2 separate regions of the Mus musculus genome follow, and region 2 is linked to region 1. A link is a contact called in public Hi-C data. All regions are on one chromosome and are shown on one strand. The core of a region is the stretch at or near the end of the contact, and the rest is flanking DNA. Distances in the headings are between cores, read along the strand shown. Region 1 has its middle 93 kb from the start of Aldh8a1. Region 2 overlaps Platr6 (a long non-coding RNA gene).

Region 1 (3,421 bases), core at 411-2,910:
AAAATGCTGTCTTTTTTCCACTGGATGGTTTTAGCTCCCTTGTCAAAGATCAAGTGACCATAGGTGTGTGGGTTCATTTCTGGGTCTTCAATTCTATTCCACTGGTCTACTTGTGTGTCGCTATACTGGTACCATGCAGTTTTTATCATAATTGCTCTGTAATAAAGCTTTAGGTCAGGCATGGTGATTCCACCAGAGGTTCTTTTATCCTTGAGAAGAGTTTTTGCTATCCTAGGTTTTTTGTTATTCCAGATGAATTTGCAGATTGCTCTTTCTAATTCATTGAAGAATTGAGTTGGAATTTTGATGGGGATTGCATTGAATCTGTAGATTGCTTTTGGCAAGATAGCCATTTTTACTATATTGATCCTGCCAATCCATAAGCATGGGAGATCTTTCCATCTTCTGAGATCTTCTTTAATTTCTTTCTTCAGAGAATTGAAGTTCTTACTATACAGATCTTTCACTTCCTTAGTTAGAGTCACGCCAAGGTATTTTATATTATTTGTGACTATTGAGAAGGGTGTTGTATCCCTAATTTATTTCTCAGCCTGTTTATTCTTTGTGTAGAGAAAGGCCATTGACTTGTTTGAGTTAATTTTATATCCAGCTACTTCACCGAAGCTGTTTATCTGGTTTAGGAGTTCTCTGGTGGAATTTTTAGGGTCACTTATATATACTATCATATCATCTGCAAAAAGTGATATTTTGACTTCTTCCTTTCCAATTTGTATCCCCTTGATCTCCTTTTGTTGTCAGATTGCTCTGGCTAGGACTTCAAGTACAATGTTGAATAGGTAGGGAGAAAGTGGGCAGCCTTGTCTAGTCCCTGATTTTAGTGGGATTGCTTCCAGCTTCTCACCATTTAGAAACTTCTTTGTAGAGGATGGACATTATGGTACACACCTATAGCCTGCATACTTTGGAAGCTGAAATAGAAGTTCTACTATGAATTGGGATCAATCACTCTGGTCTATGCAACAAGTTCAAGCCAAGTGGGGCTACATAGCCAGACTCTGAAAAACACAAAGAATGGGGAATATTTAGGAAAATTTTTAGAATGGTTTAATTTTTATAAAAGAAAGATCATTAAATGAAAGTAATGCTATCCAGTGCTGCATGCTTTTTTTTTTTCCCAACCTGTCAACAAGCGATAATCTGTCACTATCTTTGACACTTAAGAAGGGCAAGATGAAGTCCAAGTTCATGTAGTAGCTCTGCAGATGTGCCCAGTGAACGGGTCCTCGCCACAGCCACCAGCGTCAGACAGACCTGCCTCCTCGAAGCAGGATGGGCTGTGCTTCTTATTATCATCATTGCAGAAGGCAGTGAATGGGCCTTTGCCTCAGCCACCAGCGTCAGCCCGACAGATCTGCTTCCGTTAAGGATCTGCATCCCGGAAGAAGCACAGCATGGGCTGCGCTTCTCCTCGTCATGGCGACCGGCAGATTTCTCACCACCTTCGTCGCCATCACAACTTCAAAATGGTCCTACTCCGCAGCACCAGATTCACATCCAAAACATCTTGAGTTGACTCTGACATGCATACATGCATGATCGATTTTAGAAATTGACATATTTTTTATAATCTGATACGTCTGGGCTGTGACTCATCGGCTTTCATTTCACACGCACTGCTTTGGGAGTCCGCGTGAGCGGTAGCAGCTCGGCTGCAGCTGTTAAAACTTTACAACTACACTTCTTATGGTGCTTTGTTTGAACGGATGGTGGCAATGTTACTGTTTTTATATTTAAAGAACAACCTAGTAATTTTTATATTTCATTATTTCATCTTCTAATTTTAGAAATTACTCTCAGCTTCTGCTGTTACCCTGGTCTTTTAGTAGCTTTTCGTTGAGCATTTTCAAGTTTGACCTGACTGGAGGAAGACAGTTTGAGTGCTTAAAGCACAAAGCATCAGAGGAAAAGGAGAAAGCTAAGAGGAGGGGGGTAGGTAGAGAAGAGAAGGGGGAAGAGGAGGAAGTGGGGAGGGCAGGAAGAAGAGGAGGAGGGGAAGGAGGGGGGAGGGAAGAAGGAGGAGGAGGAGGAAGAAGAAGAGAAACCTTGATAAAAACGGATTACTGAGCTCTGATCTTGGATAAAACTGGATTACCAGTGGCTGAACTTTGTACCCTGCACTGTCCCACACTAAGCTACTTGGCAAGCACCCAGCATCTCAGTTGCTAAAAGACTGAGAGTGTGCCACCTCAGTCCTGTCCCCTTCTAGCCCCCAGTGTCTCATTTTGATACCTGCAATAATGACCCACACTAGTCTCACCTTAAACTCATTCCAACAAAGGGCTATGATGTCCACTCTGCTTAAAGTATTCCTGGTGTTACATAGTAGAAAGTGCTGGTTTCACAGATTGCTGTCTGCTCTAGTTTTCTTTATGTTGTTGTGATTAAAAACACACTGACCAAAAGCAACTTGGGAGAGTAAAAGGTTTGTTTCATTTTAGGGGTTACAGTCCATCACTGAGAAAGTCAGGGCAGGAACTTGAGCAAGACTTTGAGGTAAAAACCATCAGGTGATGCTATTTGCTGGCTTGCTGGACATACGTTTAGCTAGAGTTCTTTCTTTTTTAACAAGAAATATTTTCGTGCAATGTGTTTCTCCTCTGACTCCTCTCAGATCCTCCATATCTCCTTTCCCACCCAACGTAAATGCTTTTTCCCTCCCTCTCTCTTTCAAAAGAACCAAAAGCAAAGCAAACAAAATCCTCAAAAATGAAAATCAAAACAAACAAGCAAAGGACCAAAAAGATGGAAAAAAAAAAAAGCCAAAACAAAAAGTCAACAAAAAATATCTATTGACTTTGTTTTGTCAACTACTCCCGGGCATGGGTCTATCCTGGAGTGTGGTTGAGATACTTACTCAGTGGAATTCCACTGGAGAAAAACTGAGGGTTTTTTTTCCCTTTGCCAGTGGGTATCAGCTGCAAAGAGGTTCTTGGCTAGGGGTGGGACCCTAGATCTCCTTTCCTGTCTCATGCTGTGATTCCATTAGCTATCTCTCTTATATAGTCCAGAACTGCCTGTCTGTGGAATGGTGTTACCCACAGCGGCCTGGGTCATCCTGTTAGACATGCCCAAAGACCAACATGATAAAGACAATTACTCAATTGAGATTTTTTTTTCCAGGTAATTGTAGGCTGCCAAGTTGACGATTAATTCTAACTAGGACACTAACCGTTGTGTGTGTGTGTGTGTGTGTGTGTGTGTGTGTGTGTGTGAAATCCTCTCCTCTCCAGACAGCTTAGTCTTTATCATCTCTTGAACTCTCCTTAGGCTTTGCAGACAGGCCCATGCTTTAAGTATATATAAGTTTTGGCTAACACAAGGTTCTGCTGATCTCTGCTCACTTTCCATTCAATTAATGGTAATATGTTCTGGGCATCATAAGCCATGCGGACCCACGCAG
Region 2 (3,114 bases), core at 453-2,952, 380 kb before region 1:
TAACATGAGTAAGAGCCCAAAGTAAGTGGCTTGTCGTAGGGGTTCAACACCATTGAAGAACACTGCGGGGTGGAGCGAGCCAGGAAGTGAGAGCAGAGGATGGAAGGATGCAGGCTGGCCCGAGGATGCCTTTGGCTGATAGTGAGGCAGCTCTGTAGATGGTTATAACCACAGGAGGTTCTAAAATCCTTCTTGTACTTTTGAGAACAGCCCCCAGCTGAGAGGTACTATGAGTTTCTTAGAAAATTGCGTTGGCTAGGGTCAGCAAGATGGGTCAGCGGGTGAAAACATGAGCTGCTAAGCCTGAGGATTTGAGTTTGATCACATGGTGGAAGGAAAGAGTTGACACCCACATGCCGTCCTCTGGCTTCCACAGTCACCTTGGCATGTGCTCATATGTGGGATGTGCACACAGATATGAACATGTGCACTCACGCGTGCACACATACACACACACACACACACATATTTTGGCTATAAACTGATGGGCACTTTGTACTTTCTTAGGTATCAAAATCAGACCAAGTCACAGGGCATAAGTGTCTGGGAATAAGTCCAGGAAATATCAGATAGGAAGTGGGAAAGGAAGGAGGGAAAAGAGACATTAGTAAAAGGTGTGTTAATGAGGTGGGTAACAACGGTAAGGGGAAATGTCTAGCACAGCGGTTCTCAACCTTCCCAATGCCATGACCCTTTAATTAGTCCCTCATGTTGGGGTTACCTCCCAACCATAAAATTATTTTTGTTGCTCCTTCATAACTGTAGTTTTGATACAAATATGAATCATAATGTAAATACCTGACACACTGCAAGCAGGTTGAGAACCGCTGGCCTAGCAGGTCTCAGGATTACCACACACAGGGCCTAGAAACTGGAGCCTCCAACTCCTGTCAGGGTCGGGCTGAAGGCCACATGAGATGGATGTTCCATTTGTGGTGCTTCTGGTATGTTAACTGTGAATAGCATAACATGAGCATCAGGCACAGAGAAAATAAAGGAAGGGATGGCAGATGTGGAGATGCAGGTATTTGGAAGGCAGGTCCTGCACCAAAGTAGCCAAAGTCAGGGGTCAGGCACAGAAATATCTGCTGCACAGTTTTGGGTCCAAGTCTGAGCTCTTGTACCATACCATACCAGCTGGCTTTGCCAAAGCAAAAGGACCTAAATTTAAAGCTGGCCCACGTAACGTAGTGAAAAGCAAAGCCAGCCAACAAACCTGACAAATATAGAGGAGTGTGGTTGTTGGATTCTGTGGTTGTTGGATTCTGTGGTCTAGAAGACCAACAGGCAGACCAATACGAAGGCGTTGTAGGGCTCCAGAACCATCTTGTAGTCTCTTAGGGTTTTGTTACTGGTATAAACATAGCAGGAAGACAGTAGAGAGCTCTGAGCTGCAGGGCCCTGCACCGGCCAACTCTTGGACTCTGAGCAGACCCTTGCTTACCTCAATACCATGCACAGAACACTACTCATTCTAGAAATAACAGGTGCCCATATTTTTCTTTTCTCTTCGCTCAGGAGATACATCCATAGTGCCAACAACTAATTATCATACCAAGAAAACAAAAACTGTGAGCTGGAGCGGGGCGGGCTGCCAACACCATAAAGTTGTATGAACGGTGACTCAGTCTTGCTAGAGGCTGCCCCTCTACATAACCTCTTTCTCCGAGAACACCCAGAATCCTTTGTCAACGAAAGGCGGACAGCACACCTTTCTGTGCACCTGAGCGAGAAACGATCTCTCTCCACCTTGTGTCTTCTCTGAGAGGCTTCAGGCCCCACCTCCCAGTGAACTTTCAAAGGAACACTTGGCTTCTGAGTTGTGTTCTGGCTTGCTGCTTACGCAGAAAATCTTTTCTATTACGTATAAGGCAATTAAAGGATAAGCTCAGAGTCTGGCATGTTTCTTTTAAAGTGAAAGCTAGGAGCATGTGTTTGGCTAGAGGCACCCTCCTGTAAAAATAACTCCTACTAGTGGTGTTATAAGAGCCACTGGAACCATGCTAGGGTCCTGTGGACCCAGCTCGTGCCCTCCTGAGGCCCTTTCTTTGATACGTAGTGGACAAACCTGTTCCTTAAGTGCCAGCACGGTGACCTCACTTCGGATGAGTCCAGAATTCTCTGAAGGGTGGCTGCATTTTTAGGACACACTGAGTGGACAAGTTGGAAGCATGTTTAAATTGCATGTACTTTTTCTGGCTGGCTGTAAAGCCAATATTTCTCCATTGATTCAGATGGCTACCGAGAGCTCTAGGATTTCCATTTTTTTGTTATTTATTTTTCTAGGCTGCGACATTTCTTATTCTATCTTGTTTGAAAGGAATTTTAGACTATGCAGTGACTTCTGTGATCACAGAATTTAATTAACCAGGGGATTTTAAAAGAATGGCCCTCAAAAGAAGGACCCATGAGGCTGTGGCGGTGGCTCAGGCCTGGCATGCATGCATTAGGGCCTGAGTGTAGAAGCCCACCTCCATGAAATTGCTTGGCACTGTGTCCAATGCCTGTGACCCTCATTGGAGGAGGGAAGCAAGGAAGTTCTGATGTGAGTGCAGGGTCTCATAAAAGAGCAAGTGCCCAATGTTAGGGTCATCGGGATTTAGGTCAGATGGTAGACTGTTTGCCTAGCATGCAGTAAGTCTCCAATACTGCAATAAAAATCAATGAAACTAAGAATCCCATTGGGGTTGGCAGAGGAACCTTGATTTTTCAGGTAACGTGTCAACCCAGATGGGGCTCTCCCAAATTTCTGGTAACACAAGTGTCAGTCCATGAGGGATTCCAGCCAACAGCCCTATGTTCAGGAAGGCATAATCTGGCTGTCTTGTAGCCTTTGACCAGAATGACCACACCGAAGTTTGTCACAAGGTCCTCACAGCAGTCTGCCTAGAACTATATGTCCTGTTCCTCATGTTCAAATATACTCATGCTCCTAAAACACAGGGTGACCTGAAGGCTTGAATTATTGCTCCACGTCTTTGGGTGCTCACACACAGCTCAGAATTATGCTAAGAGGGTCCAGCTGGCATCTGGAAATATTATGTGTATTTTATACCTACAGCCATAGTCCTGTAGGGCTCCCTACCTGAAGGTAGTCACAAACCAGGTCTGAGT

The links. Hi-C and Micro-C count contacts between places; a contact is called where the count stands out from the background.
Region 2: a Hi-C map of muscle stem cells shows a contact between it and region 1, with 2.5 times the contacts expected there. The contact joins two enhancer-like sites. A contact is called at or near these places in 3 of 15 datasets of contacts at CTCF or cohesin (the NIH/3T3 cell line and large pre-B cells), 15 of 484 Hi-C or Micro-C datasets (the G1E-ER4 cell line, the N1E-115 cell line, bone marrow-derived macrophages and 8 more), 18 of 115 datasets of contacts at active chromatin or transcription factors (CD8 T cells, differentiating embryonic stem cells, embryonic fibroblasts and 7 more) and 1 of 9 other capture datasets (embryonic stem cells).

Annotation. Positions count from the first base shown.
Region 1 is chr10:21,468,895-21,472,315 of GRCm38.p6, reverse strand. No RefSeq gene overlaps it. Among named protein-coding and RNA genes, the nearest start is that of Aldh8a1, 93 kb to the right of the region's middle. Within about 2 kb of position 1,660, at least 34 of the 459 cell types and tissues checked have an H3K27ac peak or open chromatin away from gene starts, as enhancers often do. A contact at or near this core is called in muscle stem cells, where this site is marked.
Region 2 is chr10:21,852,244-21,855,357 of GRCm38.p6, reverse strand. All of the region lies in intron 1 of Platr6 (a long non-coding RNA gene), which reads left to right. Among named protein-coding and RNA genes, the nearest start is that of Platr6, 4.4 kb to the left of the region's middle. Within about 2 kb of position 1,702, at least 19 of the 459 cell types and tissues checked have an H3K27ac peak or open chromatin away from gene starts, as enhancers often do. A contact at or near this core is called in muscle stem cells, where this site is marked.